Linked DNA regions of Anas platyrhynchos: region 1 is linked to region 2. Evidence: chromatin contacts called from public Hi-C data. All regions are on one chromosome and are shown on one strand. Each heading gives the region's core, a stretch centred on a gene start, on an enhancer-like site or on the middle of the called end of the contact. The rest is flanking DNA. Distances are from core to core; before and after follow the strand shown.

Region 1 (5,460 bases), core at 2,774-5,273, 350 kb after region 2:
GTCGACATTTGCCTGTTACGTTCCTCCTGTGGCTTGGCACCTCTCTGTGGGAACCACTTACTCATCCTGGCATTGTAGGACTCTTAGAAAATCAGCAACAGCTTCTTCCCTTTCTGTCAAGCACCAGGGTGGTGATGTGCTGTTTTGCACTCAGGTGGCTGCAGTCCAGGTCTGCTGGAAGTCTGAATAGAGTGGGATGTGAGTCAAGGTAGATTTAGCCTGTTAATAGTCAATCTGTTTTGCACACTGCCAGCTGCTCTTTAAGGCACAGAGGCAAAGTGAATAACCAGAGCTTTAATTATTTACTGACGGGCCAGGCAGACATGGCTTCCTTGATGCAGAAAAGTCTTTTTAAACTTGTCTGTAAGATTTATATCTTTCTCTCTTAATTTAAAATTGCTTGAGATGAAATTAAAAGGGTATGAGGGAATGTTGCAATTTTTGATTCTTGCAACAGCTTTTAGTATTGTAACAACACATTCAATAGAGGATCAGGAAAACACATCAGCAAAAATATCACAGATTTGTATGTTTGTAATGAAAGCAAATTGCTATTGGGACTGGCACCGTTTAAAAATCCTACAGACCTCACATCCTTGAGGGAGACAAGATTCTGAGCCAAGGGAAAGCTGAAGTATTCTGGGTAGACTCCCTGCAATATCAGTAGATGTGGTCTCATCAATAGCTTTCATACTTTTCACATTGTGAATACCTTTCATTGGACAGTCTCAAAGGGCCTTACAAATATTAATGAATCCTCACAGCATTCACATGGAGCGTTATCTCCACTTCACAGACGGAGAAAATGAGACAGAGAGAAGGTAAGTAGTTTACCAAGATAACACAGTGAGTCATGGGCATCGTCTGAAGTGGAAGAAAGACCAGGCTCCCCTTTCCATGAATGTTAGGTATTTGTTTAAATACTGCCTTGGAAAAATTAAGTTATGAAAGGCTTATCACATACATTATAAACATGTTACCTTATAAGTTTTGTGTTTTTTTTTGTGTTTTTCCCCCCTTTTCTGCCTATGTTTCTATGACAGAAAATTCTCTTTTACATCCTGTCAGTCTCTCTACCAATTTCTCATGAACCTTTGTTTTGCTTTCTTATTTTTGGCTCCAGGCTGTTCCCTAGCTACCTTGAGATTGTGATAAAAGACATTCTGGCTCCTAATCTGCAGTGGCATGCTGGAAGAACAGCAGCTGCCATCCGCACTACAGCTGTATCATGCCTTTGGGCTCTAATTCACTGTGAAACACTTTCACCAGAAGAGGTAAATTCTCTTTCTCATCAAGCATACTTTGAAATCTTAGGCAGGAAAGCAAAATAAATGCAAGGAAAACAAATAAACAAAAAATCCTTTTTTTAAGTAGGATTTTCAGGTGGATGTATAGTTTTCATAATAAAATTAATTGCAACTGAGTGCTAATAACTGAAATGATCAGAAGTGAGGAGAGGGTGATATCCTGACAAAAGACCTGAGACCTGCTATATGGTGTAGAACTTGCCATCATGAAATTTTGTAGATCTGCTCTAGCATAACGCCAGTTCTGAGACACCAAATACTCAGGCCCTTGACATAACTGGCCCCTTAGCCAGTACGTGCAGAGCGGCACTGGAGCTAGCCAGTACATGCTTTTGTGTAATGTGGTGAAGACAACTTGTCTGGTTGCCTTGGAACCCACAGGTCCATTTAGGAAAAAAATGTAAAAGATTCCTGGAAAGGGCAGGAGGAGTTGAGATGGAACTTGAAGGGTATCTATAGAAACTAAAATAGAGAGCTGGCAAGGAATATGCTTAAAGAAATGTAAGGTTCTGTAGTGATCAAGGATTAATTGAATCTGAGGAGGTTTTTGAAGCTTGTTTGCTAGCAAAAATGGCATGTGGAAGGAAAAATGTTCAATATAAGGACATTTTTAAAAACAAATGGACTTTAAGTTTTATTAAATGCTTATAATCTTTATTGCCTTTATAATAGACCTTAATTGAACAGAATGCTTAAACACATGTAACTGGTTGATTTCACGTATATGAAAATAACATCAGAGACTACTGTTGTGTTTAAATGTTTTTCTGAATCAGTGGGGGACCTAAACACCCTTTTACATTAATGTATATGAAATGTACATATTAAAGTCAAATAATGAAACTCACTAAAAATGTTGTATTAAAATCTTTATTTAAAAGCTTCCTTTTGGAATAAGAGCACCATCTACTGGTACATACACATAATCCTCATCTCCAAATTACTGAAAGTCTTGCCAAGATTTTTTTTTTTTTTAATAAAAAGACAAGCAAGACTAAAGCTTTTACAGATAATGTAAAACTCATGCATATATACTGAGTATTCATGAAATGGCTGTTCTATTGGTGGATTTTCCATTTCCCAAGCTTCTTTAGAGGTAAAAATGAAGCTAACATCAGGAGATTCAGGTGTAATTATAATTAACTTTATCTTTTTAAATTGTGCAAGCCAGTATCTGTCAGATCTAATGATAACTGATGTAACCAATAAGCACATTGTTTCAGAGAGACTGAAAAGCTGTTGGTTTTTATATGCTTTTCTTGTTAATTCTAGACCTTGAAAGTCAAAGATGTGCTAATGCCCGAAATTATTGCTGCCATGGATGAAGACTCTAAAATTAGTCGACTGATGGGTTGCTGTATTGTTGGTGTTTTTTTAAAAGTCTGTGGGAGGCAGTTTGATGAAGACCAGCTTACCAAGATTTACCCAGGTAAGTGTGAGAGTTTTGGGGTTTTATGATGGAGGCACATCTCCATATTGAAAAATTACACTTACTTTTTCTCCTGAAGTGTCATAGAAGCTTTGTTTGTAATGATAAAAAGTCCTCGTTCTGGAGCAGTAAGCAGATTCTCTCTGGAGCTTTAGGATTCACTCCAAAGGTTGTCCACCTCACCTGCAGTTTAATTGCAGCTGGTAGCAATGAAAGTACTAACACAGACTAAGAAATGACAAATCTGCTATGTCTAATGGCTTTAGTACTACCTGAAGAGCAAAAAAGCCTTTACAAACAGGTGTAGATTTCATGTTGACTTGGTTTCTCACACATGTTTATTTTACTCCCATAAACATATTCTAGTGCTATGGTTCTGTTCTTTTATCTGGTGTTTTAACTATTTGGGTACGTATCCCCTAGAGTAATTTTATATAGTAATTTATATAAAATTAAGGAAAAGTGGGGGAAAAAAAAGTGGAAAAAGTAGATTGGGCAAAATCATACGGTCAGCAACAGTTTTGTATATGAGAGGCAATTTAACATCTTAATCCTGCGGAGATGAAGACATGCCTGGACAGATATTCTCTCCACTTGAATACGTCTTTTACCAGAGCATAACAATCAATTAACAATCAATTAACAATCGACCTCATCGCAGTCTACAACTTCCTAGTAAGGGGGTGTCGAGAGGCAGGAGACCTTTTCTCCATTAACACCAGCGACAGGACCCGCGGGAACGGGGTTAAGCTGAGGCAGGGGAAATTTAGGCTTGACATCAGGAGGGGGTTCTTCACAGAGAGAGTGGTTGCACACTGGAACAGGCTCCCCAGGGAAGTGGTCACTGCACCGAGCCTGATTGAATTTAAGAAGAGATTGGACTGTGCGCTTAGTCACATGGTCTGAACTTTTGGGTAGACCTGTGCGGTGTCAAGAGTTGGACTTGATGATCCTTAAGGGTCCCTTCCAACTCAGGATATTCTATGATTCTATGATTCTATGATTTGTTACTGCCAAGTGAGACTGCATAAAGTATATAAAGTACAGGTATGCATTTTAAAGAATCAAGATGTTAACACACGTGAGTAGGTATTAAGTATGACTCCAACAGCACTTGCTTCTTGCAGGCCCTTTCTGTACTAGCTTTTCAACTGCAACATTTCATTTTATTAAGATATTCTGTTGCTGATATGCTAATATCATTTTTATATGCCCTTGCTACCAGCTGAGCAGAACTGAGCTGAAGTATTCCCGATGTTATTATACATTAGACCACTAGATGGAACTTTAGTCAGTGTTATTGTCTCCAAGGCTTACCAGTATTTCATCTGCCTTGCTTCCTAGTTTAGACTATGTGAAATAATGTTTTAACTATAGTGAAAGTAGAACAGTAATGTGTTATATAAATGGTAGTCACATCGTTCTCCATGTTGTGTGGGGTAGGTTTTAAAAAAAAAAAGAGGAAGAAACTACTAATCTGCAGTGCTGTATTGCCAAATAGAGATACTTTCTCTAAAACTTATTAGTATCATATTGGTATGAAGGTAGAGTGTGTTAGCCAACTAATCTAAATAATTTAATAAATGTATTTTAATATTTTGACAACATAATTAACTTTTAGAAAACAATCCAATAACAATCCTATGCATGCTTTTAGGAAGAATATACATGTATTCCACAAGTTCAAAAGACAGAAAGATGTCATGTATATAAATGCAACAACAATTTCAGTGATTACAAAATAAATTTGTGTTTTGAAATAAAAATAAAAAGGTAACTTCTCTGTTAATAGTGATGATTGGTTGTATATTTGTTCCTTTGCAGAAGTCCTAAAGCGTTTGGATGATGCTTCACGTGATGTACGACTGGCAGCTGCTCGCACCTTAACTAATTGGTTTAATTGTGTAAAAGACAGTGATATGAAATCTGTAATGAAAAGTAATATTGAGATTTTGTATCAAGAACTGTTGATACATCTGGATGACCAAGATCAAGATACTCAAAATGCAGTCCTAAGTAAGACTTTCAGTCATATATATTTTTTTTGACAATGCTTTACAAAGAATGCTACTTCCATGTAACACTTGAAAACTCTTACTGCTAGGGACTAGTTGCAGTGAGTATGAGCTCAGACCTTTCACCTGTATGCAGAATGTTTTATCTAGTATTCACTAGAGTCGGAATATGAGCATATCTGATGTATCAGAACCCTGTATAAACAGTAGACAGGATATGGACCATAGACACTAACCACTGCAGGATGTGACCATACCCTATCTCTTAATAAATTCTGTGGAATTTATTGGTGTATCCGTTTATGCATTCAAGCATATAGATATCAAAATGCAGACTTCAGTAAATGAGAGGGGAATTAGTTTTTCATGATTGCGCAACTAACAGAAAACTTCCAGGTTAGGTTTCAGCTACTTTGAGGGAACCTGGACAGAGAAAGACAGAGCAGCTAATGTTTTATAAACCATATTTTGTTTTACAGATGCTTTAAAAGAAGGCAGCATTTTATATCCAGAACTGCTTGTGAGAGAAATTGAAGTGATTATACATAAGCATCGAACACCAGTCTATTGTAATCAACTACTACATCACATTCAGTCAGCCAAAGAACCACTGTTATGAATCAATGCTGATTTTTTAGTGAACTGCATGTGAAATCTGTTTGATCTGGATTGGTTTCATATTTTCATTTTCTTAAGGTAGGCTGAGCAA
Region 2 (5,581 bases), core at 1,258-3,757:
GGAGCTGATATGGGCAGAAGAGCGGTTGCTTGTTGGCAGAAGTCAGAACATGATGTGAATCATAAAAAAGGCACCATCGGCATCATCAGGCAAGGGGAAGGTAAGGGTAGCAAAGCAGCTCTGGGGCCAAAGAGCCATGTACTAGGACATGGCTGAGCCACCTGCTGTGGTTGAGAAATGATCAGCAGCTCTAAAATAGATGAATGAGCCAGCTTCAAAAAAAAAAAGGTCGTTACAGTGGCAGTGGTGTCTGGGTGATAGCACACATCAATCAACAGATAAATGCGGGATAGTAGAAAGGTTTTATTTTCTTCATAGCCTCTCCTTTTGCTCTTTAGCACCTATAACACAGATATTTACCAGTTTAAGGGCTGTAAGGGTTTAGAACATCCCAATCTGATCATTTTTCAAACTAGTCAATTGCTAATTTTTGACAGAATAGAAAATAAATTACGGGACAAAAATTAAACTGAAATCTTTTCCGTCAAAAGGAAGGGAAAAAAATAAAGGAATAACTTTAATGAATTTCAAAATAGATTATTTCAATTTTTTCTTATATGAAACATTTTATTTTGAAAAACTTTGCAGTTCTTGTTTTTGATGCCTCCCAGAGTAAAACTCCTTGACTTCTTGTTTTGCAAACAGCGGTTTTCATTTCATGAAAATCACTTCACAAGCCTTGAGAAGGATAAATAGCCTGAAAATGAAAGACAAACAAAAACATGTCTGGTTAACCAAAAAGAAAAATTTCAGAGGTGGGGGAGGTTCACTTTATTTCATCAAAAAATTTCCAAAAGCCTTTTTCACTTCAATCCAACCCAACATCTCCCCCAGCTTGCTTTGTTTTTCCCCAGTTTGCCCCCAGAACCACCAGAGGTCCTTCATGCCCCCATGTCTATCAATCAGTGGCTCTTCTGCATGTTGAAATTTTTAAGAGAGCAGGAGGGCAGGCGCTGGAGCTGTTTGGCAGCAAAGGGGACAGGCTGTTCCCATGGTGGGTGGGAACGTAGCAGCCCAGGAGCCATCCTCGGACGACGCCTGGAGGACCTCTTTGTTCAGGAGAACGACAGGGTCAGCTTGGTCTGGTCTGAGTTAAGCCAAAGATGAAGCTTCCAGTGACATCTCTTGCAAAGGACTAGAGGGGAGGACTGACTGAAGATGGGGCTCATTGCAGTAGGCTGGATGCAGATAAATGCAGCTGTATGGTGTCTACATAGAATATCCCCCTTTGGGTTTCCTTTACTATTAAGCAAGATGTAGTCAAGACACTCATCGCTGTCTAAGCATGATTCATCTCTTAATGCTGCTTTCTCAACTAGATCAGCTGAAAGGTGCCGTAAGTGCTCATTTCGATAAATGTTTGTGAAAAGGGATGTAGGGTGACTAAATGTAGACACTAAAATTAGATAAACCCAGTCCCATCCAGAAAACAAAAAACAAAAAACAACAACAACAAATACCAAAATACACACCTAAGGAACCATTAAACAATACTTTGTGTATGTGGCAAATGGTAGATGCATTAAACTACCTGTAGAGATTGACGTGTCAGACACTTTAGATACTTTTATTTGCAGATCTAGCTCCCAGCACAGGAAAATGAGTCACAGTGCCTGCCCTTACCCTTGATCTCAGCTCAGGCCGCTGGCCATGCAAAGGGGAGACAAGCAAAACTTGTACCTTAGTTTGGGCCCTTGAAAACTGGCTGTTTTATATGACTAAGGAAAAAAGGCGGAACAGAGGCCAAGATTAACTGGAAGAAAAATTGGGGTTAGGTAGGTAGGTATGACTTGAAAACTGCTTTTCTGCTACAGTGTCATGGAGGAACCAGACCTGAATGTAAATGGGAAAGAGTGTCCAAGTGGAACACATGCTGAAGGAGGATTTCCTAACCCATTGCCTAAAGAATTAGGCAAACTGGTGAAATAACCAAAATACAGACTTGGAAGCTTAAATACAGTCCTGTAGGCTTGTAGTAGTAGTAAGGCACCTGTCTGCTCTTCCCCTCTCCAAAAATCTCTATTAAACATGTTTTAAGGAGAAGCAAAGCTGAGCGCAGAGATCTGCAGACAGATGCCAGGAAAATCACCCTGCGGTCTCAGTCCTATCAGGTTTCCTTTCATCCCTTTCCTTGTCATCGACAACATAGCATTGCATGTGATGGAGGTTATTGCACCAGCTTCATCTTGCCAGCCTTGTGACGTGTCCTCATGAGCAGTGCCAGGGGGTTAGCAGAGGAGCGCTGCTTGATGTGCCCATCTACATCCTCAGGGAAAAGGGGCTAGGGGAGCTCCCCTGGATCCAAAAACTTTTTGTTGCTGGAGTACCCATGACATTGCTGGTTAAAAGTGGAGTACCAGATAATTGCCTTTAAATATCTTGGAATACAGTTCATATGTGACAATCCAGAAAGGAGAAATAAATTTTGCGGCAGCCAGAGGAGCCTTTTGTAGGATTTCACCACTTGGTGGCAATAGTAGTAAAGGTTTGACACAAAAGATTTTTCTGGAAGCTCCCAAGCCATTCAAACTACAAACTGGGCTGCTGTTCAGTCTACCTTGTGGCATAATATAGCTCTATTTTTCTGTCTGGAGAAATCAACTGCCACAGCTACTTTACTAGAAACTGCGTCCACTTTTTATCCTCACATATCCGGTGAGGACTGCAGATGATTCCGAGATTTCTTTGAATATCTTCTTTACTTTTTTTTTTTTTTCCCTCCCACCTTTTCCTTCTCCAAAACGCATAATTGCAGCTTCTGTGAAATGTTAATTCACAGAAGGCTATATTCTCAGAACTGAGAAAATTGCAACATTCGAGTTTTTTTAGCAAATGAGGGAGACTTCAAAACACAAAAGTTGCCTAAATGTTCCAGTAAGGTCAGATATTTCTCTACCAGTCTAATTTCTAGAAGAAAAATAAAAAAATAATTAAATAAATTACTTCCTCTCCAAAGTACTGCTTTGCCATCTATTTCTCCCAAAACATGAAAGGAGAATAAATCCGGAGTCAGTTGCTAGTGCTGACTGACCAATATTGCAACATCATTTCAAGAGGTAATAATAAACCTCTATCATCTTCCATTGTGCAGAAGTAAGAGTTCAATACTGACATTCATCCTCCCCTAGGGCGGAGCAGGGTGCTGATTTGCACTGGCCACAGTGTGCAGCTTGTGCAGGGGCAGCAGAAGGGGCAAGGAACAGGCTGCAGATGGTATTTTAGGCAGACAAATCATGATGCACATTGTGTGTCACCTTAGACACATGCTACAGCCGTGGCGAAGGGCTCCAAGAGCACTCATAGTAGTCACGCCAGTACATCAGCTGTAGCATGGGATGAAGCGTGGAGCTGGAGCTCCTCTCTCATACAGGAATTACAACATGACAGCATGCACACAGGAGTTAACACCCCATTCCTGTGAGAAGTGCCAGGGATTTATGGCTCTCCTGAAGGATTTTTTGCCGCTGCAGCCATGATCCAGAAGCTCCATGCAGCGTTGTCTGCAGTGCTGGATCAGCAACGGCATTTCCTGGAGCACCTGTGTTTTTCTTGGAGATCCCTCACATCTCTATACTGACCAGACCTGATGTTGCTTATCTTCAGTGATTAGATCAGCTCATATCTCCAGAACTGGAAGGAATGATATAAAAACATACCATCCTACACCATCTCAAATGACCTGCCAGGAAGCAGTTTATTTATATGTCCCAGGCACTCAATCTACTGTGCAGATATGTATGAGCAGACAGGTGCAGATTTAGCAGGAAAGCCCCCCATAAAGCACTTTAACCCTGCCATCACCCATTTGCGTTCACAGCTGTAGTAGCACACTGCTATGCCTCTAGGGACCACCTGGCCTCTCCCCAGTTTCTTTTGCTACTGTTTTGGTGGTGGCCATCTGCATTCTGGCAAGCAGGCTATGGCTGTTGCACTTCTTATTGCCATCAACATCTGGGGGTAACTGAGGTGCTTGGGTGAAATGAAACATCACCTAAGTCAGATTTTAAAATAGCTGTGCTAACACCTACTGCTGCCTCTGCTTGGGGGCAAACACATGAAAACAAAAGGCCAGACTGCACCATCTCAGGCAACTCACAGAGCCTCACTCTGCCTATGAATCCACCCTATCTGTCCCAAACTCCACGATCTGTCCTTATATCCTCAGGTAGCCCTTAAGAAGTCAAACAGCCACTGTGAACTGCAGAAATCTCCATAAGACCATGCCAGTTCACCTTGGCTGAGAGCTTGGTCCAAGCATCCACGATTGTGTCCTGCTCAGTGCAAAGCCTTCCCCGCAGTAGCTGTGTCTGTGTACGCAGATCGGGCCTGTTTCAGAGCAGGAACTGTCTGCAGTTCAAATGTTTGATGCAATATGATTCCAAGAAAGGAGCCATCAGTTAAATTGATCTCTATGTCTGAGGAGGAATCTTGGCTGAAATCTTTCCCTGCGAGTCCAACAACAACAGCACATCAGTAACTCCAGTGGATTTCACTTCTCAACCCTTTAACATGTAATTCCTGGACAGATGCCCTAAGCTGAAAGAGTAAAATACTCTGCTTCTGGCCACTTGAATTGCGTAAGAGTACATGCCCACTCCTAAGCCATATACAACCAGTTATTTGTGCTGTGTTTGCCACTGCCACAAAGCCTGTGGTCTCAAGGGGCCAGTATTTTTATATTGGCTTTCCTGAACAATTAATATAAATCACACAGGAAGGATCAGAGAGGAATAGCACTGGAATCTCTTACTGAAACTGACTCATTTAAACAGGTTAACAATTACCACACATGAAATAATATGTAAGAGCTGAAATTCTAGGGTATGCCTTCAGGATTTTGTATTTACCTTTTGAATAAGGACAGGCAAGAACCTATTTGGCGTGGACATCTCTGGAGATTTCCATTGCTTTGGAGCTTTGGAGTTTTCACCCTTGCTCAGGGCAGAAAAAGATCCCTTGGATATATCAAGTCCTTGATCTAGTATTTGTGCTTTTAAAAGAATCATTTTTTCCTCCAAGGGCTGTGATCATACCGAAGACTCTACATGGAAGATATTCAAATATTAGAAAAAAAAAAATGTTAAGGCAATTTGGTAGTCTGCTACTTTATATCACAGCTGATTGATATTCTACTCATCATTTAGATAACTGAACAACACATCCAAAGAAGATGTCAGCCATACCCATAGGACCCCATTTCCTCCTTAGACACTGTAATCATTACTTCAGGAGCCCATATTAATATATCAGGAATAAAACAGCCATCAGTTGCTGCCCAAGCCATAGGCAAAGTAGATTCAAAGGCAGACGTACAAGCTGATTGTGTGAGCAACAGTGCCTTTATATTTTACCTTACAGACCTTACAGTGCTCGCCAGCAATGACTCAGCAATGTGCACCCAATTTCTTCATCCCGACCAAAAGATAACAAGGGCCACACAGCCTCACATTACCCACATCTGGAGCTGTCCTTAGGCACCACTATTTAGTTGAGTGTCATTTAAATCATGCCCATCAAATGATTTATTGGCATATATATATTATTAGGTGTGCTGTTAGGCTGCTTTACAAACATTACTGCT

What was found. Hi-C and Micro-C count contacts between places; a contact is called where the count stands out from the background.
Region 1: a contact with region 2 is called in a Hi-C map of subcutaneous adipose tissue, with 4 times the contacts expected there. The contact joins two enhancer-like sites. A contact is called at or near these places in 2 of 8 Hi-C or Micro-C datasets (F1 follicle and subcutaneous adipose tissue).

What each region holds. Positions count from the first base shown.
Region 1 is chr15:14,061,693-14,067,152 of IASCAAS_PekinDuck_T2T, forward strand. DNAAF5 (dynein axonemal assembly factor 5) reads left to right here. Exons shown (of 14, transcript XR_011803624.1): 10 at 1,124-1,274; 11 at 2,580-2,736; 12 at 4,561-4,752; 13 at 5,231-5,447. Among named protein-coding and RNA genes, the nearest start is that of SUN1, 8.4 kb to the right of the region's middle. Within about 2 kb of position 4,024, at least 1 of the 8 cell types and tissues checked has an H3K27ac peak or open chromatin away from gene starts, as enhancers often do. A contact at or near this core is called in subcutaneous adipose tissue, where this site is marked.
Region 2 is chr15:13,708,299-13,713,879 of IASCAAS_PekinDuck_T2T, forward strand. No RefSeq gene overlaps it. Among named protein-coding and RNA genes, the nearest start is that of FOXL3, 24 kb to the left of the region's middle. Within about 2 kb of position 2,508, at least 1 of the 8 cell types and tissues checked has an H3K27ac peak or open chromatin away from gene starts, as enhancers often do. A contact at or near this core is called in subcutaneous adipose tissue, where this site is marked.